Regions from separate parts of the Sus scrofa genome. Here all the other regions are linked to region 4. Evidence: chromatin contacts called from public Hi-C and HiChIP or PLAC-seq data. All regions are on one chromosome and are shown on one strand. The core of a region is the stretch at or near the end of the contact, and the rest is flanking DNA. Distances in the headings are between cores, read along the strand shown.

Region 1 (2,930 bases), core at 103-2,602, 330 kb after region 4:
TTTTTTTTTGGTATAAAGTCTATGAACAATACTATGGTGATAAGTATGTTATAATTCTTCAACGTGAAAGTAATATTATTACTAAACCACTTCAAAAGTGAGGAATAAATCAATACTCCAGGGGGTTAAATAATCCATTCAAAACTACAAAGGAAAGAAAGAGTAGAGGCAGAATTTGAACACAGCTCTGACCCTACAGCCTGAGTTTTCGGCCATGATGTCATCGTTTCCTCAAAGGTCCCTCAAGGTCAAGTTCCCACTAGAGCGTTCAGTTCTCTCACCAAGGATGAGCACTTTGGAATTTCATGAGATGGTATGTATGAAAATGCATAATACAATGTTTAACGTACGATGGGCACCGTTAGTCACCTTCTCAGTTTTTACTGAAACTGATCGTTTTACTCAGGCTTAAGATTCTAACCTGTGACAGGCTTTCTTGTCCTTAGAGTGCATATAGCACACATTAGCATTTTAGTGAATATTATCATATGCATAAAGTGTGTATTCCATGTTTTATATATACATATATATATATATATACATATACAGAACAGAAATTAAGCAATTGATGACTTTAATACTGCCAGGTGTTTATTTTAGACCATTTAAAGTGAAAACTCCTTCAAAGGCAGAGATAATTTTCTTATAGCAATTATTAGCAAAGGCTTCCAAAAGGCTTCAAAAATACTTGTCAGTCAATAAACTTAAGTCGCTAGTGAAGAAGACTGTGGGCCACTTGCCACCTTAAAAGGAACTGAAATGAAAGGGAGTTGGCTCCTCACTTATGCTGTAAAAGACTCTGATCTGATACATCAACCCCACCTCTCACAGCAATCAACTTTCTTGGGAACTCGGATTCTTGGGAGTACCCTGGGAGGGTCTGTGGCTGAGAGGAAGGGCCTGGCGCTGCTGGAGTGACCCAGAAAACTCCCTGAGTCCTCAAAGTCGCTCCTACTGTGGGCCACCCAGAGGGGCAGACCTCAAAATCCTTGCTCATGGTTGGCTGCTGGCGACTGTGGACTTTCAAAGCAGCAACCGGCGTCCCAAACTAAACTTACCATTTTCTGGCTGGTCCTTAATGTCAGCGTCACTTGGCTGGCTGGGACTTTCAGATTGACTTGAATCTGAAAAACATAAAAATACAGCCAAAAATTACAGGGTCTGTGAAAGAACGTGGATCAGAGGTGCCAGACTTTCTCAAAAGGTTCAGCATGTACACGAGGAATGAGACCGTTGCAGAAGTGACATGATGACGGGAAAAAAAAGAGGAGAGCAAAGAAAAGGGAGGAAAACAGCAGCCTCAGCGGCCCATGCCTTCCGAGAGGACTTGGTTCTGTTTACACCTCCAGTGGCGCTTGGCCTGTGCCAGATCATAACTTGAAACTCTTCAGAAACCATCCTCTGACAGAGAGAGACCATTTCCAAACTGCTCTTCTCCATTATTTATACACTAGAGTCTGATAAAGACTTCATCCTTCATTACACACATCTGAAGCTTGATTCAGAACATAATAAAGTGTCAAAACATATTTTGAAGCTGGTATATAAAAGCAACCCAAACAACAGAAACAAGTTCTGTTGATATTTAGCTCTGTATTACAGCAACAGACTACGCAGACTAACACCATTAAATACTAGAATCCTAATATTCTAGTGCATTTACTTAAAAGAACAGGATCACTCAAAGGCGTCTTTCTGAAAGATACACAGTTCCCCCACTTCGTTAGGTGCTATTTTTCTCTCACCCTGATGCATTTGGAAGATCCTAAAAGAGCTTGTGAGCGAAAACAGGTTCTTGCACACCTTTATGGGATTCCATTCATTTTTTATTTAAACAAATACAATCATTTTCCAGCTAAAGAAACTAATTCAATTATTTTGTAACTTCTAACTGGGATAATTTCAAATAAAATGCCATCTAATTTTAAAATGAGATGAAACTAAATTAGATCAAAAAATTTCACAGAATTAGAAGTATATTTGTGATTCATTTTACGGGCAAAAAAAGGTCAGACAGAAGAGCTCAAGGACAGAATTTTTTACGTAAAGCCTTTTCTGAGACTTGAAACAGTATATAACATTATCGAAAAACTTTTTTTTTTTTTTTTTAAGGAAAACCTCTGTATCTGTGGAAAGCCTGACTCTGAACTTAACCTTGACTTCACAGGGTTAGAAGGAGCTGTCTGAAATTTGACCACATTTCAGCAAGAAGTTCAATGCAAGATCAAAAGGTCATGACACTTAACTGTGATTAAATTGAAAATATTACTTCTATTTCAACAGAGTTATAGCTTTACCATTCTCTTCCTTGGAGATACTGCAAAAAAGAAGTAGCACTACGAATGACCCTAGGTCAAGAAGTGCTAATTTATTACTTTAGAAATGCTCCCTGCTTTTAGGCAAATGAAGATTTTAATTATCGGGAAGTACTATTTTTAAAACATCTATTTAAAATTTTTTTCAGATGCTCTTAACCTGATGACTACAGCAAAAATTCTAGATTGAATCAAGGGTTCAAACAGCAGAAAATGTGAAAATATAAGTTTTTATTTAAGTCTGGCAAAGTGGTAGCTTTTATCATAATGTAAGAATAGCCACAGTGAAAACACAAACAAAAGCAGTACAGGTTAAAAAATTTTAGAGAAATTCTTGAGAATGAACCACAAAGTTAAATCCAAAGTCTGCACTGAAAACTGGAATGCAAATTTATATTGGACCATAGGTGAAATTTTAAGTCCAAAAATTAATATTACTTTTATAACAGGTGATTTAAAAAGATGGCATGATTACCTTCTCTTTTTCTAAAGGAATACTCTGTAATTTTGCCATTAAAAATTAAAAATTTAAACATTCTTAGAAGTAACTAAACATGTTTTAGGCGAAAAAGCATACCATCATTATTTTTGCACTGGAAATTTTTAAACCCTTAA
Region 2 (2,700 bases), core at 197-2,696, 490 kb after region 4:
GAGGTGGAAAGGAGACCGAGGAGAGATGTTAATGAGAGGCAGATTTCAGCTAAATAAAAGAAAGCATTTTCCAGCAACGCACATCAAGATGGAAGAGGCAGCCCGGGGAGGAAGAGGGCGCTTCTCCAGCCTGGGAGGCAGGTTAGTGCGGTGCAAAACGATGGGAGGAGGTCCTAATTTCTGTTGGGCCTTAAGCTAGACACACGAGCGGAGGCAAGTCGCCTTACAGGTTGACCTAACTTAATTTCCTCATCTGTAAACTGTATGTCATAAAACCCACACGTAAGTTAAACAGGAGATGGTGAGCACGTGCCCGAGCAGTATCTCGAGAGAGGAGGTATTCAGCATCAGCCACCTTCACTCCCACTCCCTCACGTCCCTCTGGAAGTATTTACGCAGAGGCTGTTGGGGGCATCACACGGGAGTTTCTAACAGAGCAAGGCTGTGGGACGCAATGGCCTCTAAGATCCTTTTAAGTCTAGGATTTGGTTAGCACAGCTATTCTGAGGCGATAGCTCTTCTACGTGAGGCGTAGGATGTTGACAATGATTTACTTTCGTCCTTCTCCCCTCCTTGAGCAGCCACCTGAAAATCAGAATGAATGCTCTTATTTTTCTTCTTCGGTATTCTATGCTTGCTGGCTCATTCCACTTTATTTCAAAGAATTTTCCATAAGCTCTTAAATGTTTCCATATGACACCATATTCTGCAGGTAACCTGAGTTCATACCATTCCCCAAACACGAGTCCCTGTAAAAGGTTCCAGGATCTCTTTGTGTGCTCTGAATAGAATTTGTTAGGCTGCCAAATCATTCGGTCTTCTCCAGATAGCCTTGTCGTTCCTAACTTGGTTATCAAATTCTGTTATCAGCATATTTTAATCAAAGCCTTTCAAAAACAGTCTGAGGGTTAGGAAACAGCATAAGGTCTAAATGAAAAAAGGCCAGAGGCTAAAATATACCTACCAAGGGGGACAAAAGCGAAGGGCTATTCTGACTTTGCTTTAGGACACAACAACAGCGGAAGCTACTGTCCTCTTAGGAGGGGGAGAAAAAAAAATGCCAGCTCAAATGTCACATGTGAATAAATTATTGGCCGCGCATAAACAACAACAAAAAAGGAGGGGTTCTGGTTTTCTTCCTAACCCGTGAGTTTACACAAGACCTCTTTAAAAAGAGGGAATCTTTCTTTTGTCAAGAAATCATCATCTGCTGCTTGAAGAATTTAAAAATAAAATGAAACATTAAAAAAAAAAAAAGGAAGAAAATTCCCGGGCTCCGCGCCTCCTAAGGCAGCAGAGATTCACTCCTCTGGTGGTGAGAAGCAGAGATGGTGGGCGCGATCCAGAGTCACAGCTGCTTGGGAAGCCGCCGGGCGCTCCTGTCATTTCAGAAGCCTTGCTGTGCACACACATCTGAGCGGGGCCACCTGGATTCCCTCCTCCCGTGGAGGGAGGCCAGGTTACAGTCGCTCCATCCATGCCACTCTCTGGAAGGAGGAAGGTCTCTGCACAGAGTGTGTGCCACCCTCCATGCAGCCTGCTCTTTCAAACAGGGCGATAATTAAAAAGGGGGGGGGGGCAAAAAAACAAACAAAAAAAAAACCCCGGCTGCCTCCTCCCATCCAGCCCCAATTTTATAACCAAAAGAAATCATTGTTTCTTTCATTATTACTTTCTTTCAACCATGACAATAAACACTCTTTGGCAAGTACCTCATCAGAGGAAAGCTATTCAAAGAATTTCACATTGATAACACCACCCGTGTGGTGCTGGAAAGAACTTTGTTGATAATTCGTCCTGAACCTCTCACGATCCAGATACCTGGAATGTCTGCTCCTTGGCCAACGGAAGTAGAAAACCTTTAGGAAGGATTCGTAATTCAAATCTTCCTGTCCGTTCTGGACAGAATGAATTTTCCTTCCTTTGCGACCCGGCATCTCTTATACGCCCCTGATGCCATTGTGCAGTTGTGAGGTCCCGTCTCCACTGCAAGACCTGAAGCCTCTTGAGAGAAGGGCCCAGTCTTTCTCCTCTAGGGGTCCCTGATGCCTCGCATAATGGTCAGCTCAGAAAATTCTCAGTTGCCTCAACCAATGGCTGATGAATTAAGTGGGATCAAAGGACACTGAAGGTCAAGAAGCTAAAAGGACTGGCCAAGGATCACAGGGCTACACCAGGAACTAAATCCCCCAGTGGGGCTCTCTCTTCTCCACCGGGACTCCCCCTGCCAAAAAAAAAGGTGAGAGGAATGGCTTAGGACTTTACCGTCTCTCAAACCCCAACTGTCCTCCTTTCAGCCCAGAAGCAACTCTTCTTCGAATAAGACACTCAGATTCAAGAAAAAGGAATCTGTGTTGCCTAGTATTAAATAATTTGATAAAAAGCTGGTAAAAACAGAAAGGTTTTACACATGCAAATCTGCCCTTGCACCCAATTTCAATTCTCTTATTTTCCTGATCTATATTCCTGCTCTCCAGATGGACCATCAGCTTTATACCAATGCCAGCAACAGCTTGCGTATTGTTTGTTTAAAACAAAGATGATGGATTAAATATCATATGCAATGTGAGGAAAGAGGTTAAGGCTAATATTCCTGTTCTGAAATATATCATAAACCCAGTCCATGAGCTTTTGTCCCCAGTGGATTCGTATAAATAAAAATTTAATTTTATTTTTCAGACTCATAAGAGGAAGCATGCA
Region 3 (2,746 bases), core at 108-2,607, 460 kb after region 4:
CCAAAATGTCGAATCACAGAGGATACTCCAACGTCCAGCCATGTCTCTGCTGACACTTTCTGGAACAATAAAATCAGCCCAGCTGGGGCCACCCATAATAACTCCCGGTCAGGAAGAAGCACCTGCCTGGGAAAGAAACAAAACAGGAGGGCCAGGATAATTGTGAGGTCCCCTTTGCTTGGCTCCCAGCAAAGAGACACAGAGACAGCAGGAGAAAAGGACTCAGCAGAAGGCACGGAGCTTGGCACCACCCTGTCTCCTAACATCTGTATTGTTCAAAGTTTTTCCTTAGTAACTAGCACCAGTTTCTAGCCACCTCTGAAACATCCAGAACATAAAGAAGATATTCAGGTCCTTTTTCTTCCCGGTGGTGGGGGGCACACCTGGGGCATATGGTGCAAGTTCCCAGACCCGGGATAGAACCCATGCCTCAGCAGAGACAATGCTAGATCCTTAACCCACTGTACCACAGCAGGAGCTCCTCAGTTCCCCTCTTAAACTAACCTGAAATCTCCCAGGAGGAAAAGGGGAAATCTCCACTGCGAAAGCACAGACACTATTCAAATCTAACTCAGCTGTCCCACCCTGATCTAACCTTGTCCCCACTGCAACTCTGGAGGATACACAGCCAACCTGGTTCATAGCAGTAATTGTAGTCATAATACCTACCATTTACTGACTAGGACACTTACAAAATCATTTCTAAGTGTCAAGCAACCTTGCAAGTTAATATAGTTCTCCTCGCCCCATCCCGTTTTACAAAAACAGAGATGAAGAAACTCAGAGAGATTAAACAACCTGCCCAAAGTCACCCAGCCCCTCCGCAGCAACCACAAGATCTGAGTCACATACATCTGTCTGTCACAAAAGCTGATTAATTTTCCCAGGAGATTATGCTGTTTTCCACACTGGCTTAAGAATATAAGGGGGAGACTGCCCTGTAGTTCTTAGGAATTAGCCAGTACCAGGAGCAATAGCGAGCCCTTCTAGTTGGCGTTTTTCTAAGTACGAAAGCAATACTGCCTTACACCATTCCCATGGATACCAGAGTCTCATATCACTAAGGCAATCAGAAACAAGATGAGTCAGTCTTAGCCAAAGCACTAAGTATAGACTGAGCCTAGGACTATGTGTGCAAAAAGAAGCCAAGGGGAAGAGACTATCTAAGGATTTTTGAAATCTTATTTTAAAGCCAAAAAAGGGAAAAAGTAACTCGATTCATTTATGCTTCCATCCCTAACAAATGTTGGCTGAGCACCTACTATGGGCCAAAAACTTTTTGAAATTGCATTAGAAAGGGGATGGTTCCGTTTCTCCATTTCTTTTGGCCTACCCACACACTGTGGTATGTATGAGTCAGATTACAGGTAAATGCATCAAAGGTTCTTCAGGTCCACAGCACCCTGAGACTGAGGCTCTTGCACTCATGACAGAATCCCCCGCTGACACGACCACTTCTGTTCCTGGTGTTAAGAGAGTCATGTTTTGCCCATTCCCGAATGGAAAGCACCAACAAAGTGGAGTTTGGGAGGTGTAATCCAAACGATGCCAGCATCTGACAACGTTCCACACGCTCCTGAAATGAAGGTTCCGACACGGATTTCAACAGTGCCACTTGTCAGTAGCTTCCTCTTGTTATCCACGGGTTTACAGATATGAAAAATGAAGCAGGCCTTCAATCCTAAAAGTCTTCTAGAAGGGGGCTGAGTTGGCCAGACCAAGGGGGATAGGGAGGGTGTGGTTAGAGGGGAGAGCGGATGAAAAGCACACTGGTCCAAAACAGGCAAGAGAACGTGGAGCGCCTAATGCTGCAAGTGGTATATATACTAAGGCTAGAAGGTGGGAGCGGGTAAGAAGGCTGGAGAGGTAAGCAGGGGCCAGTGTTTTTAAGGGGCTTTACACCAACGGCTGTTCCTTCCTTCTTCTATCCATTTCATAAACGCTCATGAGTGCCGACTATGTACCAGGCATGATGCTAGACCCCGGAGATACTGAGTTGGGTCAGCAATGTCTCAGGACACCTGCTACCACCACTCAGTGATGAACATTTTCTTACGCAGCTGGTTAACGTACAACGTGTAATGTAAACTGGACCACAAGAAAACACCCCTTGCCTTTCCTCATCCACCTACTAAATCAAACCATTCACACCTGCAGGGGAAGGATTCCCTTGCACTGGTGTGCAGGGAACATGAGCCAACCCCTCCTAGGATAATGTTGGACTTTTGCCCACTCATCAATATTAATTGCCAGCATATATAGATCCGACCCTGTGTGCTCCCAGTCCTCCAATTTTAGCCCTCACACCAAGATACAGTCTTAATCCAACGGAAATTTTAGGGCAAACACTTTGATGAGGCCGAGACCATAAAAATTCACATGGTATCATTAAGCACCACTAGGTGAAAAAAAGCAAATGAAGATGACATGCTTTCCAGTAACAGAGAAAGCCTAAGGTCCATTTACAAAGGAAGAAAAAAAAAAAAACGAAAAACAACAACAACAAAATGGCCTGAATACTATAGAAGAGGGCAACATGATTTCCCAACAACTGTATACGACTCCACATTTTTCCATGAAGAAGATTCTACTTTTGAAAATTGGAATGAAGTAAAATATCTCAATTTCCAGAAACCTGACTCCATTAGGATAACCCTAAAAGTTACGAGACCCCGGCATCTGTTCTCTGGTGTCTGAAACTAATTTTAGAATTTAAAGATTCACTCAGTCTTTCGCCTTGATTTAC
Region 4 (2,700 bases), core at 137-2,636:
CAATAACTTCTTATTAACACTTCTGATAAGTAGATGTGCTAGATATAAGACCTGTGTTGCTAAAACATAGCACCTGCTTGTTTGTAGCCTACAAACCCACAAGTTCAAAGACTGCCTTTTAGGCTTAAATAAAATGAATCCATAAGTTTAGCAACCGGTTGGCACCAACCCCAGGCGGCATTTGATTTTTGGAGTAAAGCAGCAGGAGCAGCTGCCTTAGCCCCTAGCAGGGGCTGGGACTGAAACTCAGGGACGGGACCACAGGTAGGTGGGGTAGTCAGCTTCCGCCAGAGAGAGCCAATCAGCTAAGCGTATCTGTGCTGGTCAAGCCGCAGTCCCGCAGAACAATTCTCTGGCTTTTGTAAACAAACGTCAGAGAGAAGGTCACGAAAATTTAGCCCCAAAGCAGTACTACCACCAACAAACTTGTTGGGGCGGGAGGGGAGTTGCGGGGGGAGGAGGATTGAGGAGGGGAACCTCGCCAAGCCTCAGCTTACTCATCCGCAAATTAAGGGCATCAGATGTAATGAGTGTTTTTGTTTGGTTTTTTTTGGGTTTTTGTAGGGCTGCACTTCTGGCATATGGAAGCTCCCAGCCTATACACCACAGCTTTATGGCAAGGTGGGATCCTTAACCTACTGAGTGAGGCCAGGGATCAAACCCGCCTCCTCATGGATACTAATGGACTTCTTAACCTGATGAGCCACAAGGGGAACTCCAGATGAGTGGTTCTTAATTAGTGCTACCCACATTGCAAATGGACCACTGGACTAGTCTAAGATGGTGCAGGATTTTTGTAGCAATTACTAGCCCTTAACAAAATGTCTGATTACTCACATTTATTCCTGGGTGGGGGGTGGGGGGCGCATTTGTTTTTATCACATTAGGTCTCTTGCTTAATTGAGTGTATTATCCTGTGTGTTGGATTCATTTGTTTGTTCATTCATCCAGCAGTTGGGCACAGTGACTCTGTGCTGGCCCTGAACTGGGATCAGAAATAGCCCAAATAGGGCTTATATTTAACTAGTGAAATCAATTCGTAGGTTATAAGAGGAGGCCTGAAGTCTTTTCTCCTCCAAATACGAATCCCGGCGCTGCATCCGATATGCTGCTCTGGATCTGGTGATGCAGATCTCTACCTGCCGAGTCCTGACCGCCAGCTCCTTACACGCCGCATTCTGATTGGCCGGGAAATTCACCAGCAGTTGTCCCCCAACCCCACCCCCATCCCACCCGGTTTCCGCGGCAGAAGAGGGATCGGCTTGAAGTACCTTCTGCTTCCTGTAGGTGGAGCCAAACCCCCTGGCTGAGAGGCTGCGGCCCCGCCGACGCTTCTCAACCCGCCTTCCCTCTCCTCTCTCGGGAGGCCTCCCTCCACGTCCCCACCAACCCAGTGCGTCGGAGGGGAAATCGTGCCAGACTAGGAGACGGCTGCCAGGTTCCTCTCAAGTCTTGGCTTAACAAAGGAAAGCAAATTACAAAAATGGAAATTTTCAAACCAGCGTTCAGTGGTATTCAGATCGACGTTTGGGTAGCACGCAGGCACAGACCGCATTCGTGCTATTTTGTGATTAAAATGATACCGAAAATACCGCCTTGCTTGGGTTTTCTTCTACGACGACCTGTTTCCCTCCCTCTTCTCATTTCCCCCCTTTTTTTTTCACGGAGGGGCAGCCCCCCCTGACCACTGCAGAACCGCTAACATCTGTTGAAATCTTGCTTCTCCTGACTTTTCTAAAGAGTTGAACTTGAAAAATGCCTGCGCTTTTCAGTCTGGAAAAAAAGCCAGATAAAGAAGTTTCTAGGCACCTTCCCAGGGCGTCCTGCGTTTCGCGTAAGGCGCTCTGAGTTCTCTGACAGAGCATCAATCGTCTTTGCATTTCACCTCGATGCGAGGACAACACCTGAAGGCGAACCCTGCCAGAAAAGCAGGCTACCTTGTTCCCCCCTCAGCTTGAGCTGTGCGCTCCGTCTCCTCCTTTAAAAATGGGTTTAAAGTGGCCCTTGAGTTGGGTCTTGAAGGATTTTACTTTAGGCTGGAGGGGTGGTTTTTGTTTTTGTTTGTAAACCTGCCCGCGTCCTCCTTGCTAATTTCTGCAGTTGCTAGACCGGCTCTGTCCCAAGTGGGTTTGTGAGAAAGGCCCTCCCATTGTTTGCACCCCCTACCCCCCCACCCCACACTGCACCGTGGTGTTGTGTTTTTTTTCCTCCTTGGAAGCTTTGACTGTCTCCTTCTTACACAGCTGTGTTTGCAGTGCCTGGAGACAGGTGGGGGGCAGCCTCTAGGCCAAAGCTGCCAATTCTCTCTCTAAGGACTGTCTGAATAGCTATTAAAATTTAAAGATCTCTCTCTCGCTCACACACACACACACAAACACGCTTTTTTCCCCCCCCCCCACACACACTTTTTTGGTGGCGTGGTCACTCACTAAGTCTGTTTGTTGTTTAGGAGGGGCTGTACCAGTAGCCAGACAGAGTCTAGAGGTCGCAGCCATTCTATTCTCTGTATCCTCCAGCCCACATAAGCATTACCTTGGGCCACAGCCTCATCTTTCTAGGCACCTTGGAAAACTGGGTCCAGTGGCCTTAGCTGGGTTGTGAGAAAGAGGACCACTCATCTCAACAGATAAATGTGAGCCATCTCCAGGCAACAGTCACAGTATGGGGATGTTGTGGGTTGGGGCCCATGCAAATGAGAGT
Region 5 (2,841 bases), core at 237-2,736, 430 kb after region 4:
TGTATCGCCACGCCTGTTGTTTACTCAAATTCAGCTTCAGGTCCTTAGAGCTCAGAAGGATCTTAACCATCTTCCTTAACAGTCTCCATCCTACAGAGAGCTTACCTGACTTGCTAACACCACACAGGTAATTCAAAGCTGACGTCACTCAACGTCGGACATCAGGGGGCAAAAGCATAGAAGACATGCCGAGGTACCAACTTGTCTGCTGTTCCTAATAAGCCTGCCAAGACTCCATATTTGAAATATGCAGCTATCCTTCGATTGACGTCTTTCTAAAGTGCTTAAATCTCAGGTTAATTCTCATTTGAATATTAAGTAGCCCACCATTCGGCTGAGACATATAAATGGAGCCTACAGGGTTAAAAGAATGCAAGTCAAGTCAAGTCACAGACCTCTGTGTTATGTCTGGGACAAGTTCATAAAAGCAATTTTAAACTCCTCTGTTTTCTTTCAGCTCCTTCCTTCGTGTTTATGTGCAAATTATACCTTACTCTCTAGGTTGTATTTTGCCATTTTCCTCTCGTTTCCCAAAGAAAGCTCCCCAACGTGACAATGCTCTGAAGGGGGGGCGGGGGCAGCATGAAGTTCCTCTGAGTTCCTGCTCTCTTCGAGCACGGCTCCTATCACACAATAATGTGTTATTTTGTTGAATTTTGGCATCCATCGAGCTTGTTTGGTCAGAAGCCAAAAAATTAGAGTGTGTCGGTCCACCAGTTTCTCAGCAGAGAAGCTCTCTTCTCACCCAGCGAGTGTGCTGTACCCTTGGCCTCTGGCCAAGAAGGGAAATCCATTTTACATAAAGAATGCACAAAGCTCAAGTGCTCAGAGACTTTTTACCTACTAAAATAACTTTATGGACAAATGCCAGTCTGCTAGACACATTCTGCAGGAACATTTGGCATGCAAAACAAGGTAAAGTGCTCTGTGGAGGTAGCAAGTTTTTCAGCAGCGAGGAAATGGCTGAGCGTGCCCTCGTGGCGCGTCACGTGCCGGGCTCGGCCGGCGTGATTGGCTGCGGCCGAGTAAATACAGCCGCCATGTAAGGAGCCCGACGTCGCCCAGCGCCGGCTTCTTAAAATGGCGGCCGAGTCCGCACCACGAGAGGCCGGCCGGCCCCACTCCCCACGTTCCCCCCTGAAGTTTTCTGTTTTTGTTTTTGTTGTTCACAAAACCTTACGGATTTGAGTAGAAACAGATTTCTCACAACTTGCTTCTCCCGGCTCGATTTCACAGTTCGGCATACACTCAGGCTCTGTCAAAAGCTTGACAATGTTCCAGGGAAAATATTAACTGTAAACTTTCCAAGGGGAATTAGAGGCGCAGGCAGGAATGTCAGGACGCCCTCCCTTCAGAAAGCACATCCCCAGGTTGCGCCTGGAAGCGTTTGGGAAGGACGCACGGGCAGCCCGGGCTCCAGGGACCTCCAGGATGGTCCCACTTGGCCGAGCCGCCGGGGGGCAGGGGAGGGCGGGGGCAGGACACATCCTCCCTGGCGAAGAGGCACGGAGGTCCCTCGCTCTCCCGCTCAGGCCTGACCAGTTGAACACTGCACACTCTGATGTATAAATATTTGCCTCTGGCGAAAGTTCAAGCAGCCCTGTGTGGCTGCCAGACACAACAGAAAACCAACATCCAAGGGAAAGTGTTTACTGCAGCGGTGGCCAAAGGAGCAACTGCCAGCAAAAGATCGCCTCGGATTGGCCAGGCCTGCCTGCGGTGTCCTCCTACAGCACCTGGCCACGGGCCACTGGCCGCTGGGGTGTTCCCACCCTTTGGGTAATGGTTCTGGTCTTTAATGCACAGCCTCGCCACTCACGCCACACGAGACCCACAGACATGCTGATGGTTTCGCACGTGTTCCGCCAGAGAGAGGGGCCCGAGCGAGCCAGACCACCCATATACCTGCTCCCACCGCTGCAAAACAAGTGTCTGCTCCTTGAAGCCACCTCAGTAGGGCCCGTGACCTTTTCACACCATCCCGCCTCGCCAAACCAGGGGCATTTCTCAGGCCCAGCGACTCCGGCACGCTGCCCAAGTCTCTTCCCTATCTAGTCCATCATTACATTCCTCAATCACCAGCATCTGATGAATTTAAGCACCTCTGAAATGCCTGCAAGAAAAGAAACTAGGAGACCTCTGATAGATAGCTGCAGTAAGATTTTTTAAATAAAGCCCTGCATCCTTCAAATTCTTTCTCCAAAAACCAAAACCTACATTATGCTATTTTATCGGTGCTATAGTTCTGAAACAGGTAAGAAAGCAGCTGCCCATCAGAAGTTTAAGGCCTCTAATTAGGATAAAGGAACTGAATGGGAAAAGCATCTTGAAGAAAATCTCTTCAGAAAAGTTATGCATTCATGATTTATGCTAAGCAAGTACCTAGCAGGGCAGTGTCTTTCCATGGTTTTCAGTTTTCAGTGTTCAGGGAAGTTTGACTACAACCAAGATAAGTCATCATATTTTTAAACCACTGTCATCCATGTAACATTTCTTTTTCATAAACAATAATCCATGAATCGAATTCTTCCTCAATGCTGCAACTGAAATGTTTCTGTTTCGTTGAACTGAAAACTCACAGAGAAAGTGGGCCAGAAAAATCGAAGAATATGAAGATGAGAGCTGCTTTTATGTAAAATTTTTGATATTATGGAACAATAATTTAGGTAAAGCAAGCCAAGCTATTATAATTTCAACTATTTCAAATAAACTATAAATTTCCTTAATTGAAACATTTGCCATTGGTTAAAAAGAAAGATTTTACATCCAGGCACAATTTTAGCGTTCTAGCTTTGAACATTCTTCAAGGTCCTGAATCTTGACTGATCTCAGGCTTAAAGA
Region 6 (2,700 bases), core at 69-2,568, 400 kb after region 4:
GAATTCCCCTTTTTTTTTCAGTTTTGAAAGAAATATATTATCAGAGAAAGACCTAAATTTTAATAAATATTTCACCACAGCTCCAGACGTGTCATAGGACTGTCTGGTATTAGGGAGGAGAAAAGTATGTCTCAATCTTTGCAGTGCTTTGCAAACTTTGTTGCAATAATATAGTAGTTAAGTTTTCGGGAGCTATGGGAGTTTATGAGAGGTAAGGCCTATTTCACAAACTGTGTTGATTTTAGCAAGCAAAGTTTGTAACTTCAACACCATTTCCTATATGGGCTATGGAAGTATTAAATAAAATGCATTTGTAAAGCATCTTTAATTCTGCTAGAATGTCAACCATGAAATAATAAAAGACAGAGAAGTCCTTAGAAAGCCAGGCTTGGCAACAGAATACTTCAGAGGCAAAAGCACAGGGTCCAGGAACAGAGATCTTGGCATACACTCAGATTCAGACGTAATAGTTTAGCAATTTGGGGAAAATCTCATAAATTCTCAGAGCCTCCATTTTATCATCTATGAAATGGAAGGTGATATTGATAATAATGGTAATAATAATGATAGCCATTTTTCCTCATTGAACAATAATAAAGTTCAAATAAGATAACAAATGTGAGGTGGTCTACAAGCTGTTAAAGAGAGGCAAATGCAATTTACTATGAGCCCAACTTCTAATTTCCATCAGCCAAACACGACTCCCTGACTTTTCATCCCAATTTCCATCACTGAGGTCCTACAAAAGACACTAGCAAAACTCTTACTTTCCAAGATTTTCCTTTTTGATTTGAAAGGCTGAAGGTAAAGTTCCATCTACCTTAAGGGGTACAATCCAAACTGGATAAGCAGCTTCCAGCAAGGAATAGCCTGATAAACCCTAGCAGAACACAGGAGTAGACACCCTTCTGACCACAAGTTGGGATCCTCTCTCTCTGATACAACCCATACACGTACATCTTTTAATTGACTGTCTACTCCAGCCTAGGAGGGTCATGAAATGATGCCCACCACACACCTGTAAGAAAAGAGCAGCCCTATCATGGCTGTCCACCTGCAGACTTAGGTCTGACTCGGCGGTGGGGGGCACCTCCAAACTCCCATACTTCCAAAAAAAATGCAGGGGTGCTTTTTTTAGGTCAGGCAGGTCAATAGCTTGATTCTTACTTTCCTGGCATCGCTCTGTCCCTGCTACAGTCATGAAAGGTATAACTGAGTCCCTACATATGCCTGATGCGTCAACAGGCCTCATACACTGCTTGACTGGCGTGGGGGACGGGGCGGGGGGGCATCATCTGTGTGCAGCATGAGAGAGCAGGAGCTGCCAGGAGAAGTTGAGTAACATGCACTCTGACCGTATTTCAGGCCACACGAATTCCAAGGTTGCTGGTAAATGCTAAAGGGAAAAGTGGATTTTACCAGTCCTTTATGAAACCCCTAAGATCCTCTCCAAGAAACTGTACGCAAGCAATAATAAATATTTAACACATAGTTTTGGGTATCAAGGACATTTTATCCAGGGAAAACCGTAAAATAAGATCACCAAGATCTGAGATTCTTCTGAGGTTCAATATGGGTAGAAAATTATGCCCAGGTGCTAGAGCAAATTTAAACGTCGTATCGTCAACTTGAGATGAAAATGGAAAAAGAAAAAAAGAAAAAAAAAAAACAGGTTAAAAAACACAGGAAAAAGACAATGAATAAGGTCATGTACATTAGATCATCCTAGAAGAAGTGGGTTTCCAGTCTGTTCCACATAAACACGTATCTTCACAACCTTGCTCTCCTACTGTCACTGAAACACTCACGCATCATCTGCGGCAGGCTGTGCCTCTAACCAAAACGGTGTCCAAGGCGGGAGCATTAAGACGGATACATTCATGCACTCAAATATCAACTGCCCACCAGAAATTTCTAAGGGTCTGAATCGAAGCATTCAAAGCATGTGAAACTGTCGGAGGATCCCAGAGTATTTTCACATACTGTAAATATTTACATCTGGCCAAACCCAGGCCATGTTAAATTTAACATTTCATTATGACATGGCCCGCGGGTCAAACTTTCTTGATTTTCATCTTTCCTTTTCTTCTTTTGCACTCATTGCCATTGATCCAATTTCCTGAGACCAGAGAGCGTGGCCAAGTCAGGGAAAGCACTGGAACAAGCAAAGGGAGCCATGGTGAGCCTGGCTCAGCTGCCTCTGCCAGGTCACCAATGGTGAACAGGCCGCAGAGTGAAGAAGGCCAGGGAAAACTGCGCACTTGAGGAGAAAGCTAATGCAGCTGCCAAATTGAAAATAAGTATGGTCGACTTTCGATTATCCCAAGTGGTTTAACCACAGGGCTTCCTCCTTCCCGCTGCCCAACCTCAGTCTGGGCTGCAGCCCAGAGGCTGAGCAGGGTGGGGGGCGGCAAGTCTGAATGCAGTGTCTGTGTCTGAAGGTGTGGTCCCAACTCTACCAAACTGCGAATTTTCTTTTATGAACCAAGCTACAAAGTTCTCTTTTATCACTAAGTCCCGCTACAATATATATGAATGAATGTTGTTAATAAAGCCCAGGCATGTACCCTCTTTGTAAGGCTAGTAAAAGGAGGTCCTTTAAAATCATACATGCTTAGTAGAGGACAGAAGAAAACTCTAGAAGTTTTCTTCATGTAATCCCTTTGCTCGTTCATTTATTCAGAAAGCTTTATGAAGTCT
Region 7 (2,700 bases), core at 65-2,564, 300 kb after region 4:
TAATGAAAGGCTGGTTTTTTTTTTGTTTTGTTTTGTTTTGTTTTTTTTAATTCTTCCCGCAAAAACCATTGGTAGATTTCTTCCAAACCCGCTCTTCCCTTTCAGCCCCCAAATCTTCTGGGCTTTTATATGTAACAGGCCCATCTTTCTTAAGAATATAGTTTAAAACAAAACTTTGTTTCACAAGCTACTTTTCACAGACAAAATTTAAGTTTTTGAGTTCTCCCAAATTTTAAAAGACTCTCTACTGGGGCATGTCACACAGGGTGTCATTATTTTTTGTTTAAGGATCTGTGACACAGAGATACACACAGGAGCACGCGCACACACACACACACACACACATAACCATGAGAGTTCAATAAAAGTGGGAACTACATCTCATCTTTTTAATTCCACCATTTGTAGTGATTAGCACGCAGTGGACCCTCTAGATGTATGACAAAGGAACACAGAAGTGAACTATTTATTCTTATCCCCTTATTATATTCCTGAGACGTAAAGGTTGATTCCTACACAAACATTTAATAATATCGCCTCTTTCTTCAACCATTTTCACATATAAAGTAGCAGATTTTTTTGTTATATCTTTAGGTTTGTTTACACAACAAGAATTTCTGAAAAAAAAGAGATGAGTAATTTCTTTAAAAGATATGGTAACTTAACCTAGTAGAGAGAGAGATTTGACTGCGTGGTGAATATGGTCACTTCAATCCATAAGACCCTTTATGACTGATATTCATTGAGCTGAAATGCACATAAACAGATGCAGATACAATCTCAAATTCCTGTGTGGGATCCCCATACTTGCTGACATGGCTCTGAAACCACCAGAATGATGCCACATGATTACTGAAAGGACATGGGTTATGACTCATTTATGTTGTTTTGGTTTTACCATACACTCTATCTTCCCTTGCACTGCTCTGGATTTTGCTAACTCCTTTAGTTCTGGATTTTGCTAACTCCTCTAGTTTCTGCACCAAATGAGCATCTCTTTAGCTCAAGTAGAAGGTGGCCTTTCCTTTAGCAAATAATATCCTGAGTTGGGCAAAAACCCACCTGGCTGTGCAGTCTGAGACAAGCAGAGGCTGGTGAAATTGACTTCTAAAGCAGACATGGGTCGTCTGCCTACATCCTTCTATAGCAACTCTAGATGTTATTCCAAACAAGCCATGGGACAGATTGTTTTTCAGAACAGACCGAATCCATTTGCCGTTTCAAAATTCTATAAACAGAGTATTAAGGAATTCAATTCCCACAGCAACTACATGGGCGTTGGCTTCAGTTTTATGGGAGTTTCTGCCAAACTCACATATTTGTAGAACTATTGGTTTAGAATGTCCTTTGCAACTCAGAGCAGGAGGGATCATTGCTGTGATCTCAGTTCACTTTAAGGACTGGGGCTGACTGGTGACAGGTATACATGATAAATGTTCCAGAAGCCTGACCTAATTTCCCTTAAAGTGAGTGTTGCTAAGAACATTCCCTCCAACTGTCAGCTTGCAACCAAGGATTCAAACCTGCCAGGGTCCATTCTTCTTAGCGAGTTATTACCACTGCTTTGAAAGTCCACTCAAAAGGAGCTATTTCTGCCTCACTTATCAAGCTTCTCCAGACTTATTTGTGCATTTAAATAAGTTATATATCTAACTTAAAATAAGTAATTACAAAACATACTCAGTTTCATAGTTTTTAGCTGTTTGTGATCAGAAAAGCAAAACATTCTAGGCTGAATACCAACCAAGGTGAACCTGAAATGTATTTGTCTTTTCTTTTGTAAAGGGATCAATACAGTAACATGTTCATTCATCTTGTCCTTCAAAAATTACATTTGCAAGGTATTATTGACATATCACAAGGTAGGAGGGACAGTATTATAGAAATGAGAATCCCAAATGTCCTAAGCCCCAGTTTACTCAGCTGTGAAATGGCACTCATGGCTATACCTACCTCATAAATGTGTTGCTAAGAGTAATGAGAATGCACTTAAAATGCCTAGCCAAGAACCTAGAAAACAGAATGTGTTCAAAAGATGATAGCTATTGTCATAAATAATAAATACATTCTTTATATCTGAGATATCAAATCAGCAAAGTTTTCAAAGATAAAACAGGTAGAAATGATTGTTCTTTTCATATGGAAGAGTAAATAATGTCAGTATCCACATAAAAGTTGTATGCATAAATAAAAATGATGATGTCATTTTATTGGAATGAATTTTTGAGTGAAAATGAAATTATGTTCTAAAGCAAGTAACACAAAACTCAATAAAAGCAAATCTCTATTTCTTAGGTTTGTCCAAAGTGAGACAAAACAGTACTTAGTCTCCAAACTGTCTTTAAAAAATTGAGTGCAAATTTTAGGAATTTGATATTCATTAATATAGTTATACATAGTATTTATAAAAATACAATTATTTATAATACCTAAAATACTTTTAAATACAGATCTATTCAATAAATGCACATTTAACCATCTGTGTGTGTCAAGCATTATTCTAGATACGGGGATACACATTTTTGTTTCATATTTTTGGGGTGATACTTATAGATACTCCATCAAGAAATGGACCCTGCGTCATTTTTTTCAGCAGACCAAGTTTTATCCAATTTTTCAATAAACACTATATAGGAATATCTAGAGAAAGGGAAAATTTAAAATGGTGCACTTATTTTTTTTTAAGAATTTGGTTTGCTA

The links. Hi-C and Micro-C count contacts between places; a contact is called where the count stands out from the background. HiChIP or PLAC-seq counts read pairs in DNA pulled down with a chosen protein or histone mark.
Region 1: an H3K27ac HiChIP or PLAC-seq map of skeletal muscle shows a contact between it and region 4, with 6 times the contacts expected there. The contact joins two enhancer-like sites. A contact is called at or near these places in 2 of 47 Hi-C or Micro-C datasets (heart right ventricle and skeletal muscle) and 1 of 2 datasets of contacts at active chromatin or transcription factors (skeletal muscle).
Region 2: a Hi-C map of liver shows a contact between it and region 4, with 9 times the contacts expected there. The contact joins two enhancer-like sites. A contact is called at or near these places in 3 of 47 Hi-C or Micro-C datasets (fetal heart ventricle, heart right ventricle and liver) and 1 of 2 datasets of contacts at active chromatin or transcription factors (skeletal muscle).
Region 3: a contact with region 4 is called in a Hi-C map of embryonic fibroblasts, with 2.3 times the contacts expected there. The contact joins two enhancer-like sites. A contact is called at or near these places in 2 of 47 Hi-C or Micro-C datasets (embryonic fibroblasts and mesenteric adipose tissue) and 1 of 2 datasets of contacts at active chromatin or transcription factors (skeletal muscle).
Region 5: an H3K27ac HiChIP or PLAC-seq map of skeletal muscle shows a contact between it and region 4, with 5 times the contacts expected there. The contact joins two enhancer-like sites. A contact is called at or near these places in 4 of 47 Hi-C or Micro-C datasets (fetal skeletal muscle, heart right ventricle, liver and 1 more) and 1 of 2 datasets of contacts at active chromatin or transcription factors (skeletal muscle).
Region 6: a Hi-C map of subcutaneous adipose tissue shows a contact between it and region 4, with 3 times the contacts expected there. The contact joins two enhancer-like sites. A contact is called at or near these places in 3 of 47 Hi-C or Micro-C datasets (mesenchymal stem cells, skeletal muscle and subcutaneous adipose tissue).
Region 7: a contact with region 4 is called in an H3K27ac HiChIP or PLAC-seq map of skeletal muscle, with 5 times the contacts expected there. The contact joins two enhancer-like sites. A contact is called at or near these places in 2 of 47 Hi-C or Micro-C datasets (embryonic fibroblasts and subcutaneous adipose tissue) and 1 of 2 datasets of contacts at active chromatin or transcription factors (skeletal muscle).

The regions. Positions count from the first base shown.
Region 1 is chr6:151,022,744-151,025,673 of Sscrofa11.1, forward strand. NFIA (nuclear factor 1 A-type) reads right to left here. Exons shown (of 11, transcript XM_021097780.1): 3 at 1,059-1,124. Among named protein-coding and RNA genes, the nearest start is that of NFIA, 210 kb to the right of the region's middle. Within about 2 kb of position 1,353, at least 12 of the 83 cell types and tissues checked have an H3K27ac peak or open chromatin away from gene starts, as enhancers often do. A contact at or near this core is called in skeletal muscle, where this site is marked.
Region 2 is chr6:151,177,690-151,180,389 of Sscrofa11.1, forward strand. The region is part of intron 2 of NFIA (nuclear factor 1 A-type); the gene reads right to left. Among named protein-coding and RNA genes, the nearest start is that of NFIA, 51 kb to the right of the region's middle. Within about 2 kb of position 1,447, at least 16 of the 83 cell types and tissues checked have an H3K27ac peak or open chromatin away from gene starts, as enhancers often do. A contact at or near this core is called in liver and skeletal muscle, where this site is marked.
Region 3 is chr6:151,152,079-151,154,824 of Sscrofa11.1, forward strand. The region is part of intron 2 of NFIA (nuclear factor 1 A-type); the gene reads right to left. Among named protein-coding and RNA genes, the nearest start is that of NFIA, 76 kb to the right of the region's middle. Within about 2 kb of position 1,358, at least 12 of the 83 cell types and tissues checked have an H3K27ac peak or open chromatin away from gene starts, as enhancers often do. A contact at or near this core is called in embryonic fibroblasts, where this site is marked.
Region 4 is chr6:150,687,810-150,690,509 of Sscrofa11.1, forward strand. No RefSeq gene overlaps it. Among named protein-coding and RNA genes, the nearest start is that of TM2D1, 74 kb to the left of the region's middle. Within about 2 kb of position 1,387, at least 38 of the 83 cell types and tissues checked have an H3K27ac peak or open chromatin away from gene starts, as enhancers often do. A contact at or near this core is called in embryonic fibroblasts, fetal skeletal muscle, liver and 2 more, where this site is marked.
Region 5 is chr6:151,117,990-151,120,830 of Sscrofa11.1, forward strand. All of the region lies in intron 2 of NFIA (nuclear factor 1 A-type), which reads right to left. Among named protein-coding and RNA genes, the nearest start is that of NFIA, 110 kb to the right of the region's middle. Within about 2 kb of position 1,487, at least 56 of the 83 cell types and tissues checked have an H3K27ac peak or open chromatin away from gene starts, as enhancers often do. A contact at or near this core is called in fetal skeletal muscle, liver and skeletal muscle, where this site is marked.
Region 6 is chr6:151,086,278-151,088,977 of Sscrofa11.1, forward strand. All of the region lies in intron 2 of NFIA (nuclear factor 1 A-type), which reads right to left. Among named protein-coding and RNA genes, the nearest start is that of NFIA, 140 kb to the right of the region's middle. Within about 2 kb of position 1,319, at least 8 of the 83 cell types and tissues checked have an H3K27ac peak or open chromatin away from gene starts, as enhancers often do. A contact at or near this core is called in subcutaneous adipose tissue, where this site is marked.
Region 7 is chr6:150,983,572-150,986,271 of Sscrofa11.1, forward strand. All of the region lies in intron 3 of NFIA (nuclear factor 1 A-type), which reads right to left. Among named protein-coding and RNA genes, the nearest start is that of NFIA, 240 kb to the right of the region's middle. Within about 2 kb of position 1,315, at least 29 of the 83 cell types and tissues checked have an H3K27ac peak or open chromatin away from gene starts, as enhancers often do. A contact at or near this core is called in skeletal muscle, where this site is marked.